Regions from separate parts of the Mus musculus genome. Here all the other regions are linked to region 2. A link is a contact called in public Hi-C data. All regions are on one chromosome and are shown on one strand. Each heading gives the region's core, a stretch centred on a gene start, on an enhancer-like site or on the middle of the called end of the contact. The rest is flanking DNA. Distances are from core to core; before and after follow the strand shown. Region 1 has its middle 18 kb from the start of Tenm4. Region 2 overlaps Tenm4 (teneurin transmembrane protein 4). Region 3 overlaps Tenm4 (teneurin transmembrane protein 4).

Evidence for each region. Hi-C and Micro-C count contacts between places; a contact is called where the count stands out from the background.
Region 1: a Hi-C map of the N1E-115 cell line shows a contact between it and region 2, with 2.2 times the contacts expected there. The contact joins two enhancer-like sites. A contact is called at or near these places in 6 of 484 Hi-C or Micro-C datasets (the N1E-115 cell line, cortical glia, liver and 2 more) and 1 of 115 datasets of contacts at active chromatin or transcription factors (embryonic stem cells).
Region 3: a contact with region 2 is called in a Hi-C map of the N1E-115 cell line, with 3 times the contacts expected there. The contact joins two enhancer-like sites. A contact is called at or near these places in 1 of 15 datasets of contacts at CTCF or cohesin (pro-B cells), 6 of 484 Hi-C or Micro-C datasets (the N1E-115 cell line, cerebellum, embryonic stem cells and 2 more), 1 of 115 datasets of contacts at active chromatin or transcription factors (embryonic stem cells) and 1 of 9 other capture datasets (embryonic stem cells).

Annotation. Positions count from the first base shown.
Region 1 is chr7:96,150,975-96,154,969 of GRCm38.p6, forward strand. No RefSeq gene overlaps it. Among named protein-coding and RNA genes, the nearest start is that of Tenm4, 18 kb to the right of the region's middle. Within about 2 kb of position 1,572, at least 151 of the 459 cell types and tissues checked have an H3K27ac peak or open chromatin away from gene starts, as enhancers often do. A contact at or near this core is called in the N1E-115 cell line, where this site is marked.
Region 2 is chr7:96,412,468-96,416,470 of GRCm38.p6, forward strand. The region is part of intron 2 of Tenm4 (teneurin transmembrane protein 4); the gene reads left to right. Among named protein-coding and RNA genes, the nearest start is that of Gm15412, 73 kb to the left of the region's middle. Within about 2 kb of position 2,339, at least 9 of the 459 cell types and tissues checked have an H3K27ac peak or open chromatin away from gene starts, as enhancers often do. A contact at or near this core is called in the N1E-115 cell line, where this site is marked.
Region 3 is chr7:96,908,390-96,912,574 of GRCm38.p6, forward strand. Tenm4 (teneurin transmembrane protein 4) reads left to right here. Exons shown (of 33, transcript NM_001310762.1): 33 at 1-2,704. Among named protein-coding and RNA genes, the nearest start is that of Gm22226, 9.6 kb to the right of the region's middle. Within about 2 kb of position 2,397, at least 14 of the 459 cell types and tissues checked have an H3K27ac peak or open chromatin away from gene starts, as enhancers often do. A contact at or near this core is called in the N1E-115 cell line, where this site is marked.

The DNA of each region.
Region 1 (3,995 bases), core at 322-2,821, 260 kb before region 2:
ATAAGCCACATGATGAGAAGCTGGGATATCAGGATGTGGCCAGGGTAAATTTGGGCAGGTTAGCACAGTGCTGACAGTAAAGTCTTGGAGTAGGATGGAATAAAGAGTTCTTTTCCACAGTTCTGCCCCTACCCCTCAAACCTCCCCAATACACACACACACACACACACACACACACACACACACACACACACACCAGTGCCATGTAAGCTCCCTTTCCTGGAAAGTATTCTTGTTTGATCCAGACTTGTAGACTTGTAGATTGGAGAGCTTGCTAATTCAAGGTAGAACACAGGTTGTTACTGGTTTTAACAGCACAGCATTAACGGTTGTCCTTGCTCTTCCTACCTGCACTGGACATCAGGAAAGTAACTGTCTTAGCAGCTGGGAAGGATGGAGAAGTCTATGCTCAGGGTAGCATTTACTTTCTTTGATGGAGGACCTCTTCCTCTAGGGCCATAAGGAAGGCTTGGCCATGACCCGCCACAGGGGGGAGCCCAAGAGACTGAGGCTAAGGATAGCAGAAGCTGGAGCAGGACAGAGACCTGCTGAGAACAGGTCATCTGTGTTCTAGGTGAGCGAGGGTAACCCTTGAAAGTCTAGTCTGTACCACTGAGGCCATAGAGGCAAGAGTGGGTAAAGGTGGTGATACACCTTGGAAAGCTGTGCAACCAGGCCTGGAGGATGAACTCAGCTTTCCCAGCTCATCTGCAAGCTATCCTGAGCAGAGCGGGGAGGAAGCAGGGGACTTGATGAAGCCCCTTGAAATAGCAATCTATCCCCATGGACACCCTAAATTCACTCATGAGGGGGAAGCAAGATTGCATTCCACTCAGAGCTGCTTCTTAATACTGATGAGTTGTAAGATGAGCATTAGCACAACATAAAAATTATGATCATGATAACAACAATAATAAAAAGGGTTTAAATTTGTACAGCACGTTATAGTTTGCAAAAATGCTTTCCCATTCATTAGCTTGTATGTGCATCATAATAGCCCCATGAGAAAGACAAGATGATGGCTGCTAGCCATTTTATGGGTGAAGAAAGGACTCAGAGGGCTCAGGGATAAAGTGACTGGTTAACAGCTGGTGGGAGGTGAGATCTTTACCCCAAGCTCGAGGCTCTTTGCCAAGCCTTCAGAGAAAGGCTTGGGCAGCCTTGCTCATTGCTCTGAGGTTATCACCAAAAGACAGAGTGGGAACCATCGGTGAAGGAAGCTCAAACTCAGAGTGACTTCTCCTAAGCCTCCCACTGTGTGATTTGGCTCATTGGATTTGAAACGCATCGCTGGATACCTCTACCACCACTGGTCAGAAATAAGCCAAGTCGGTAGCAGGGGTTCCAGAATTCAAGCTCCTCTGTTAGTAAATATTTGGGGAACCACACTGATAACTCCTTCAAAGACAAGTGTGCAATTCAACGTTCAGGAGCAAAGGAACAGGAAAGTGGAAGACCCCAAAGCTGCAAGACATCCAGAGAGGAACAACAGAGACACAAAAGAGGGATCGAGGAGAATAAGAAATCTGGTTAAGAAAGGGCAAGAAGGGGGAGCTAGAGGGATGGCTCAGAGGTTAAGATTGCTTGTTGCTCTCGCAGAGAACCTGGGTTCATTTCCTGGCATCCTCATGGTGGTTCACACGTATCCTTAACTCCTCTTTCAGGAGATCTGACTCCCTCTTCTGACCTTTGTGGGCACCAGGCACATAGGAACTCATACACATAAATAAATCTTTAAAAGAAAATGTAAAGAAAGGGCAGGAAGGATGACCATTAAAGAGGAGTGAAAAGGAAAAAAGAGGGGGAGAGATTAGTTTGAGAACAAAAGAAATCGGCACAGCCTTGGAGAAAAAGAAAGGGGGGTGGGAAGTTGCCTGGCTTTGAGTAACAAGGAAAGCATGTGTTTTAAAGAGGCGATTAAATATCTTATTCTCTTGTCCCTAAATGTAAATGTTTCTGTCTCCTTGGGAGTTAATCAGGCTTAAAGCAATTCTAAGCCTTAAGGGCTTGGCTTAACCGCAACAAAGAATGTGTCCAGCATGCTGACCTCTGTCGGGCCAGTATGTAAAGGCAGCAGAGAAAAGAGATTAAGGAGCTGCCCTCACACCGGCGGTGCAGCCACTCCTATCAAGGCATCTCCAGCCCCTACCCCCACCTCCACCACCCACTCCCCTGTCCCCAGCGGGCAGAAAGCTGACCCACAAACGCAGCTGTGAGTCAGGAGCCTTTTAAGCACGCTTCCACACCCTCTGCCCCTCTAACAGCTACCAGAGGAGACGGAAGGCTGAGAGAATCCCCATTGGCTGAGAGAGTGGTAGGCGGGGCATAACCCTCAGGGGTGGAGTCTCTGGCAACTGCTTGGCCTTCCGGGCCTGTGGTAGTGAGTATTATAGGAACTTCTCTAATCACAGATCCTGCTGTTTCTTCTGTTTGCTATTTATTGTATTTGTGGTTTTATTAAAATCCTGCTACATAATATATTGTTGTGATTTTTCTAGCTTAAAACAATTTGCAAGTCAGGAAATTGGAAAGAGCAGCGAAATGGCTGGTCTCTGCTTCTCAAAGTTTAGGTCTTCATACCTAAAAAAAACCAAAGTATGAAAACAGCTAGGAACTTCTTCACTCACATATCTGTGCAGCACATATGAACTATTGGCTGGAGTAAGGCACTAGAGGCTCTTTCTGTGGCATAGACTCCCTCATCTAACCATTGGCATCCTACAAACACAGCCAAATTCAAGGAAAAGAAGAACCAACACCCAGATCTTGATAGAGCTGGGGGTGAGGTAGAGGTAGTTTCCAATAGAACATGCCAGGAAGATGAACAGCTTTGAGAATGGCATTCTCCTTAAACCACTACACTTCTATCAGGTACCATTGTCCACCTAGGAATGAGGAGTCTGGTCTTTGAAGGATGAAGTAATGGATCCCCGTTTCATCAACTAACAGTAAGCAAAGGGAGAATTTCACCCCAGTTGCTCAAAGAATCCTGATTCCATATTGCTACAGGCAACTTGAAATGATAAAAAGGACTTCCTCTTGTGGCCCTTGCAGCCACACCGTATGTGGGACACTGTGCTGAACATACTTTGTTCTTTTCTTCACTGACCAAAAAAAAAAAAAAAAAAAAAAAATGCTATTATTTGTTGAGATTACTCTGTGCAAAGACTTGTTTTGTAGCTGGACTTTTCAGAGTCCAGGGTGTGTCTGTTTTATAACGGAGACTGGGGAGGGAAGCAGTCACTTGCTCAACCTCCCCATGTGACAAAGAGTGGCAGCTGGGAACCTGCCTTCTGTTTTCTGACCAGAGAAGATTGTCAGATGGTGCGCCATGCAGAGGCCATTGTTTGTAAACAGACAGTGTTGAGGGGGCCTGGGGCTCCTTTGCAGAGATATAAACTTTTCTAAGGAAGCCTGAGCAAAAACAGGACATAGAAGAAGACTTTTGTCTCACTTGCAGACTTTCCAGAGATAGGTGTGTGTGTGTGTGTGTGTGTGTGTGTGTGTGTGTGTGTGTGTTAAAATTGTGTGCATCTGTGTGCATGTTCCAAAGCCAGTGAAAACGACATTGGGTATCCTGTTCTACCACTCTTTGCTTTATATCTTTGAGGTAGGATCTCTCACTGGAGTTGAAGGAGGCTGTTAGCCAGGGAAGCCCCAGTAATCCTCTTCTCTCTGCTCCCATGAGGACACATGCGTGACCATGCCTTGCTTTTTAGGCGCTGATATCTGAATTCCAGGCCCTCACGCTTGCAAAACAAGCATTCTGGAGAGATGCCCACTGGGTCTATCCCTCCAGACCTGATTCCAAGGTTATATTAGGAGACACCCTTCCCTTCTCTGATCTCCATAATGCATAGGTAAGGAAATAAAACCATAGGCTTTGGGGGTTCTCAAACAAGAAGAAAAAAATAAACCCACAAATAACTAGACAAACGGAAGACAGTGACAGAGCATAGAGTGCTATTCTGAAAGAGAAGGGGTGAACTCTCTAA
Region 2 (4,003 bases), core at 1,089-3,588:
TAACCCTGGGTGCATGACGTATTCTCTCTGAATCTGAGTTCCCATAGAAATCCAGTCCAGGAAACAGTTATCACAAAATGGCAGTGCTGGGAGCTTTCTGGCATGGCTGTCTTAGGTGGATTGGTCTATCAGCCATGCTGCCGACAACTATTCTGAAGTCTTATTAGACTTCTCTCTCTTGACTTTTAAGTGACTTGCAACATTTGGATGACATCCATAACAGGGAAGTGTTGAGCATCCCAAAACCCCATGCTTATTTCTTGGTTATCTGTGCAATATGGCCCATTTGGTCCTCAAAGCAACCCCATGAGATGTACTTTACTCTTACCTCCATCTTAAAGATGGAGAAACTGTACAAAGATAGTCCAGAGTGTGCCTCAGCCAAAGTCTACCATGGCAGAGACAGGAATGGAACTGAGCAGTCTGCTCTCAGAAAACTTGGCTACCATGGCTTTCTGCATCTGGATACAGCCTTGTATCTGACCTGCCTTTGACAATTGTCCTATGATAGCATTTTCACTGCTCACATGCTCCCTGCACTAATCACAAACTCTTACATTTACAAAGTCAGAAATTGAGAGCCATGAAGAGACTTAGTCATAGTCAATAGGATACCTTAGCCCAGAGCCTAGTCCATTCTCTTTATTCCTCAGGAACACTGAGGCTCAGTTTCTGCATTCTTGGGAATTGAGATAAGGATGCTTAGCTCAGAAGGGACGCAAAGCACTTAGAAAGGGACCCAGGAACAGTACCTGCTAAGTGGATGTCACTTGCAAGTTATTGCATTTGATACTATCAAATGACATTTGCTTCCTTTGTCTGTCTTGAACACAGAGACTCTGAGATGTCTGAGTCCTTCCTATGCACCCTTACAGCAAAATTAATTGGTGCCAGATGTGCCGGAAAGCACAAGGGTGAAAGTCACTGCACCCAGGTCTATCTACATCTGTGCATGACAGCATCTCCCTCAAATGATACTTGGTTACATGAAATGAGCCTGTGTATTTTGAAAGTGTCTGATTTAGAACTTGCAACAGCAAATATGATTTCCTTCCCCTTCTCTGGTTGTGTTTTTCATGGAACAGAGCCATATATTTTTCTTTCTTTCTTTTTTCTTTTTATGGAAAGCAGACATTGAAAGACATTCTGCTGTAGCTTTTCAGTGGGACATTTCAAGGCAGGTCTGCTGAGGAAGTGTTAACTGAGCACTTCCTATGAGCACAAGGTTGTGTGGATTGCACAAGAAACACAAAACACGACCTTATGACTCAGTGGGATCAGGTCCTGATGGAGGTATAGCTGCCACACAGACAGACAGAAGGCTAGAACCCCCACAGACCACCGGACAGCTCCTAACTCTTCAGGTCTGCATTAGACAGGGCTCTGCAGAGACTCAGAACCAAGAGGCTAGTAGATTAAAGGAAGAGAAGTATAAAGAGATTACTCGTGTAATTAATGGAAGTGAAAAGTCTCACCAGCTGCCAGCAGGCACAGAGAAACCAGTAGTGTTGACACCAGCCAAGCCCAAAGGCCTATGAACTCACAGCATGCACATCCCAGAAGAGATTAGTGGCCAGCAGCCAAAAAGATGGTTCTCCCAGCTTAAGCTCCTTGCTTCCCCTCTATTCAGACCCTCAAGGACTGGCCAATGCCCACTCATACCAAGTGCTCCATCTTGACTCAGTCTACAGAGTCTCCTCCACAAAACACCTTTGCCTTCATCCCCAGAACCACTTAGCTAGACATCTAGTAGATCGGTCAAATCAATTCATAAAATCAGGCATTCATATCCAGTTCCAGGCCAGGGACAGCTTTCTAGGAAGTATTTGCTTGCAAGTAGGTTGAACAATCCAATCCAGATGACACTCCTAAACTGTTAGCTGCATATTAATCTGCAGGGACTAATATCATAACATAATTAGTGTAGCAGTGTTCCCAACTTAATTGAAAATGCTGCATATGAGGGGCAGTTAATGAGAAATGCAAGGTTTGATGATTCAGAACTGCAGAGACTTGGCGGTGTAGCGGGTGTAGCTGGGAAGTGTTGGATTTATTTCCTTTTGCTATTCTCTTTGTACATCTGGACAGGAAGGGTCTGAAAGGAGTTGCTAACAGTATGTATGGTGAGCGAGCTTTGATTATCTGGATGTCCCTCAGCTATTTGGAACACAGCAGAGAGCCAGCCAAGCAGGAAGCAAAAAAAAAAAAAAAGCCTCTGCACCGACAAAACACATTTTAATTTGTTCATACAACAGTCTTTTCACAATTCTGATAAGAAATCCTCTCAGCCCGCCCCATCAAAATTAATGTTTACATTATCCACAATGTTAGTACGCCAGGTGATCTGATTTCTGAGTCCTTAGCAGAGCAGCAGCTGCACCTCCCAGCAGGGTGGAGGCACCTACAGGGATGCTTGGCTCTGCATCTCCATCCAGTCTCAGGAGGGCTTTAAGGCACAAGGTTATATTTTGGGTATAGGGAAAACAAAGATGTAAGAATCTCCGCTCATATGTCGTCTGTGGGAAGGGAAGACATGATTTAATCTCGTTCTGGCTAGTTTAAACAGAAAAGGATTTAAAGGAGACTATTGGGGAACTTACACATTTTCTTAAAATAAAAACACTTAAAATGTTTTTATTTGTTAACGTATTTCTTTAACTATGTATGTACGAATGTATGTATGTATGTGGGAGGGGGCACTTGTGCCATGGTATGCATTTGGAGACCAGAGAAAAACTTGTAGGCGTCACCTCTCTCCATCTGTCTTGTATATCCTGGGAATCAAACTCAGGTGATCAGACTTGGCAGCAAATGTCCCTGCCTACTGAACCATCTCGTTGGTTGGCTCTTTGTGGGTTGTCTTGTTTTATTTTGCTTGTTTTAACTTGACCACTTTCAAGGAATGGCAGGGCCGAAGATTGGCTACCACAGGACAGGAAGCCCCCCGCATGGCACAATATCCCTCTTGCCCTAAGTCTTTGACATTTAAATTGGAGAACCCAAACCGTGAAGTTTCAGATGAGTGGTTATCTCTACCAGTGTGCTGGAGGGAAGGTCCCTGAGAGCAATATCCAGCTATAATGACAGCATCTATCCTGAGCTATCTGGTGGGAGGAATCTGTAGTTTCCCATGTCCAGACTGTTTGGAATACACAGGAAGTTGAGGTGGATGTAAAAAGAGTAAGTAATGTCTACTACAAATGTGGTCATGAGATGAGAGTTCAATGGCCAAGTCCTATTGAAGTTTCATTCCAGGACTGACCTGCTGTTGGACAGGAATACAGTGAAGGGGACACAAAATAACATCTGAGTGCTAGTAGTCAGGGAGGAACTCACAGCATGAGCAGAGTAAACAGAAACATCAAAGATGCAAGAAGGAGGACGAGTCCATTTAAGAGTGACTTATGTTACAGAGGCATCACTGTCGAACGCATGAAGGGAAGAGCTGGACAACAGCTAGAGTGGAGATGTACTTAGGACACTTGGTGGAGGGCAGACAGCTCCACAAAGCTGTTGAAGATGTTCTGAGATTACCATGTGAATTTCCCCTTGCTTGTAGCTCCAGCACCCAGCTGTACAAGAGTTTGTTGCTACAGCCTTTACTCTGCCATGTTCTCAGGTGATAGAAGGGTTGTGGGAGTACCATAGCCCTGATTCATACTCCTAGAGTAGCAACCAGGGATCTGGATACCAGGAACCCCAAGCATTCTTCTCACAAGGGCAAGTTACCCCAAAGAGAACTGCAGACACTCTCTGAAGATTGCCTCTTGGCTTAGAACAACAGCAGCAGCCTCCTCCCCAGTGTTCAGTGACATACAGAGATGGGTGTGGACCTGGGGACATTGGGGATCATGGCAGTAATGTGAACAGGTAATCAAGTTCAGCTTTGGGATTTTTCTCTGGGGATGGGGAGGAAGAAACAAAGTCTCCCGTTATATCCCAGGCTAGCCTGAACCTCACTGTTAGTGCAGAGTGGTCTTGAAGTCAAGGTCCTTTTTGCCTC
Region 3 (4,185 bases), core at 1,147-3,646, 500 kb after region 2:
GTTAATGAAACCAAGAAGGTCTCTTACCGCAGGAGAATCGGAGCAGTGTGTAGTTCTGCCTGGCAGAGAGAGGTGTCCAAAGCGTGTTGGGGGAGGGGAGATCTCGCCTTATGTTGTCCCACTGGGATAAGAGGATGTGTTTCGTTAAGTGCTCTTCCTGATTCCAAAAAAAGAAAAAAGAAAAAAAAAATCCGTCACGCTGTTGCAACCGTGTGCCACAGCCTGCTCTATCCACTGGTTGCTCATTGCCTCTGGATCAAAGCTCTGCTGGGTCAGATTTGATGCCCTCTCAGGCCCACAGTACCTAGCGCGAGCTGTAATGCAGACCCCCTTCTGGTATGATCATTCTTGGGTGGGATAGAAAATAGTTTGACCTGAAACACATGGGTTTTTCTGTATCCAGAAGACATATGCCCCTCAAAATGTACGTTTGCTGTAAGGGTCCTGTGGGCAGAGTTGTCCTGTGAGTTGGCCTAGTTGATCTGTCCCATACTGGCTGCCTGACATTGGCTGAGATCCGCCGGGGTCATTTACTTATAAGACAGAGAGACAGCATGTGACCCAAGGGACCATCTCCTTGTAGCTGTCCAGCCTGTGACTTCCTCCTCTGTTGTCTCCCTCCCTCAAAGACTATATTTTTAGGCATCAGTGAATACCATGAGATATGGGGTATTCTTCTTTAAAAGGAATGATCCCATATTCTTCCTGGACTGCCACCCCAGAGAGGAAACAGGCAAGCATCCCTGAGCTGTATAGGACCTCAGCTGTAGGCCAGACAGTGCCATGTGCCTCCCTTGACACTGATGCTGTCCTCCCTGAACTATGACCTTGGCTCCTTTCAGTTGGATTCCACCTCCCAGGTGTGTTTAAAGGCACAGGCCACAGTTCCTTTCGCCCATTTAGGAGACTTTAAATATAAAATGCCATCCTGGACAGCTCCCGCTCTTTCGACACTCATTACATCTATCCACTTGAGAGAGTGACCGGGTCTTCCTCACTGGTGGAAGTTTGTGATTCTGATGGGAGTTAGCTTCTGAACCTCTAAGGATTGCTTTTGCATAGTTCCCACCTTCTCCACCCTCCACAACTGCCAATTAGTCCCCCAGCCTCAGCCCCTCCTCCAAGACCTTAAACAAGACTTTATTAGTTTCTGACCTCGTCTTTTATACCCTGAGACCCCCTTTATGGTCATCTCCCAGGCAGGCATCACTAGATGGTATTGTGGTGATATTGACTCCATAGTAAACCACACTTTAGCCTTTAACACTTGGCTCAGAGCCACTGGTGGAAAACTAGCCCAAGGTCCACACCAGTGCCTGACTCTACTGAAGGATGCTGGGCTTGAAAGAAACCCTAGGAAGCTAAAGGGAGACTGCTGAGGCTGGACAAGTGCCTGAAAATAAGAGGGATTGCATGGGGAGGGGGGCAGATGATGAAGAAGAGCCGAGTAAGCTGAGTAAACTGGCTTTATAGGCTTGAGGCAAGGGAAGAAGAAGAAAGGGCCTTACAACTGTGACTTAAGTGACTGCCTTTATAGAGAAGGTTTTCAGTGTGACATCTTAGAACACATCTTTGCCATTTGCAGTCCTTGTGTTTCTGCTGGCCATGTGATGTGGTGAGAGCAGTGACATTGGGCTTTGTACCCGGGGAGATGAGCTGGCTGGCTTCCAGCAGAGGGCTGGGCTTTGGGGTTAAATCACCCATTACACAAAGATGAGTGTGTCCTTCATCCCTCACATCAACTGCTTAGCCCAGGTTATGCCGATTCTGGGGTAGGAGGATTCACCTCCCATGGGGTCCCAGTCTCTCCTCTCTCCCGGGATCTTCATCAGGACTAAAAGCCCTCCACGAGAGGCACACCGTCCCCAGCTAGGTCAAAACCATTGTCTATATTTTGTGAGAGGGGACGGAAGTAAAAAATGAACTCTGTGGTTCAAGACCTTTTTATTTAGCCTTCCCAAAACAGCAAACTCATTTTAAAGACTCATTGCTCAGGTGACTGAAACTTTATCCTCTCCAACCCATCATTCTCAAAAACCAGCCTTGTGTACTTGACTGCCCGGAACAGTGGCGGGCTATGCGGTTTCACGGTGTTGTGGAAGATCAAAGGTGGGGAAGCATGGGGTGGGAACCCTGTGTTGTGTTTCAGAGGCCTCGGTGGGGCCCTGTGTTGTACTTCTTACCCTCTGGGGAATGCCAAAGGCGTGAGACTGGGCTACTTCCTAGTCCCTAAGAAAAATGTGATTGATTCTAAGGGCTGATGGTTCAGGGCTGACTGCCCGTGGGCAGGCTCGGCTGTCCCCGCAGAAGCTGACCCACAGATGTCTGGTGGTTCCCAGCAGCTCTAATCCACTCATCACCAGAACCCCACTGTTCTAAATGTGCCCGTCATTCTGAGGACTTCTGAACCCGCAGCTCTGGCAAAGGACGATAATGAGCTGCCTCTGGATGACCAACACTGGAGACTCTGGCCTTACCATGTGGAAATAGTTTTCCTGAAGTCTGGAACTAATTTTGAGAAGTTTTTTTCTCAACACTTTTGTGTTTCTAACACTGTATTCTTGACTGTGTAAATACCAACAAGGCTGTAAATAAATGCAGATGTAGATACCTTCTAGAAAAAAGGGGGGAAAGCATAAAAACAAAACCAGAAGTGATCCCGTGTAGCCTTCGTTGACAAATAAAAGACTATTTTGTGTTTAAAGGTGTGCAGTGGCCTTTGTTGGGAGACAGTGGCAGTTACCAGGAGGGCTGGAGGAAGACCCCCATCTTAGTCCCAGAGTCCCTTGCAGGTCCTACCTGTCATGAACAGCGGTGTCTGGAGGATCACAGAAGACCAGAGGCCTCACTTACTAAAAGATGAGGTACACACAGAGGCAGCTCTCACCTTAGCTAGTGCCAAACTGCCTTAAGCTGTGTCCTAGCCTGGTTCTTATGCTCACTGGCTTCAAAGACAGATTCCAAGGGGCAGGAACACCTGGCCCCATCCACCACCAAACGCAGGACCTGCCACAGAGTTACTGCACCTTACAAATTAACAGGCGCGTGTTCAACTGAGACGTGATAATAACCACATAGTACAACTTAGGGAGAGAGGAGAAAAACTCCTTGAGTAGTGTAGGTGTTTTCCTGCTGTGTTCTTTTCTTTCCAATCTAGCGTAGTTCTAATCACAGTGCGTGGGAACCTCTCTCTTTTAATCGCACACTTAAGCTATGAGACCTCAGTGTCAGGGGTGAATGCTGGTAGTCTTGAAGAGATTATTTACTGAGCCCAGCTCCCGGGTGTATGTGGCAAACTTTATGAAAATTCAAACAACCGTCCTTCTAAGTCAGGAATGCCATCCCACTCTCATTGACCCCAGGTTGGCCCATGCTAAGCTCTAGGGAAAGGAGGGTCAAGCTATAATAGGCCCCTTCCTTCCATGCAGGCTGGATGGAGACATCACGGCAGAAGTGACAGGCAGCATCAGCAGCGCAGCCCTCCACTGTGAGCCACCTCAGCATGGACAGGGGTTCCGGTGCTACGACCTGACCTTTGGTCACTGAGGTACTCTGCACGCCAGATCGTGCCTCTCCATGAGGGCATGGTGACACAGACCTCCTGGTCGATTTCTTCTTGTGTCACTTAAAGAAGGATGTATGTAAAGTAGCTCACTGCTCAGAACACCATGCCCCCTCTGCCCAGCCCAGCCAACCCAGACCCTTAACTGCTGTCCAAAGCTTAGCACTCTGTACTCTATAATGTTTCTCAAGCTTTGACTTGCAGTTTATGAACGTATAGCACCTCCCCCTCCCCCTGAATTCCCAAATAAGCAGGCCTGGAGGGTAGCCCCAGAACATGCAGTTCTAATCGGTTCCCAGGTATTACTGCTTTGAGAACTGCTGGTAACTATGCTACCCTCAATGCTGTGTACATAATAAATTGTTTAATGTGTGTGACACTTCAGATGCCCCGAGTCAGCAGAACCTCCCCTTTCTCCCAGTGGGCAGCTGCGCTAGCCCACACCCCGACACCCCTACCCCATCTACCTTTCCCTCTGCATGTACCACAATGGGCTGCCTGAGCTCTTGGACCACTCAGTCAAGCCCCAGACTTTCGCCTGTCAGTTGTTCACACACAGTCTTCACACCTGGCTGAAATCAACTCAAAACCTTTTGGACACTCTTTCTGCTCTCACAAGATGC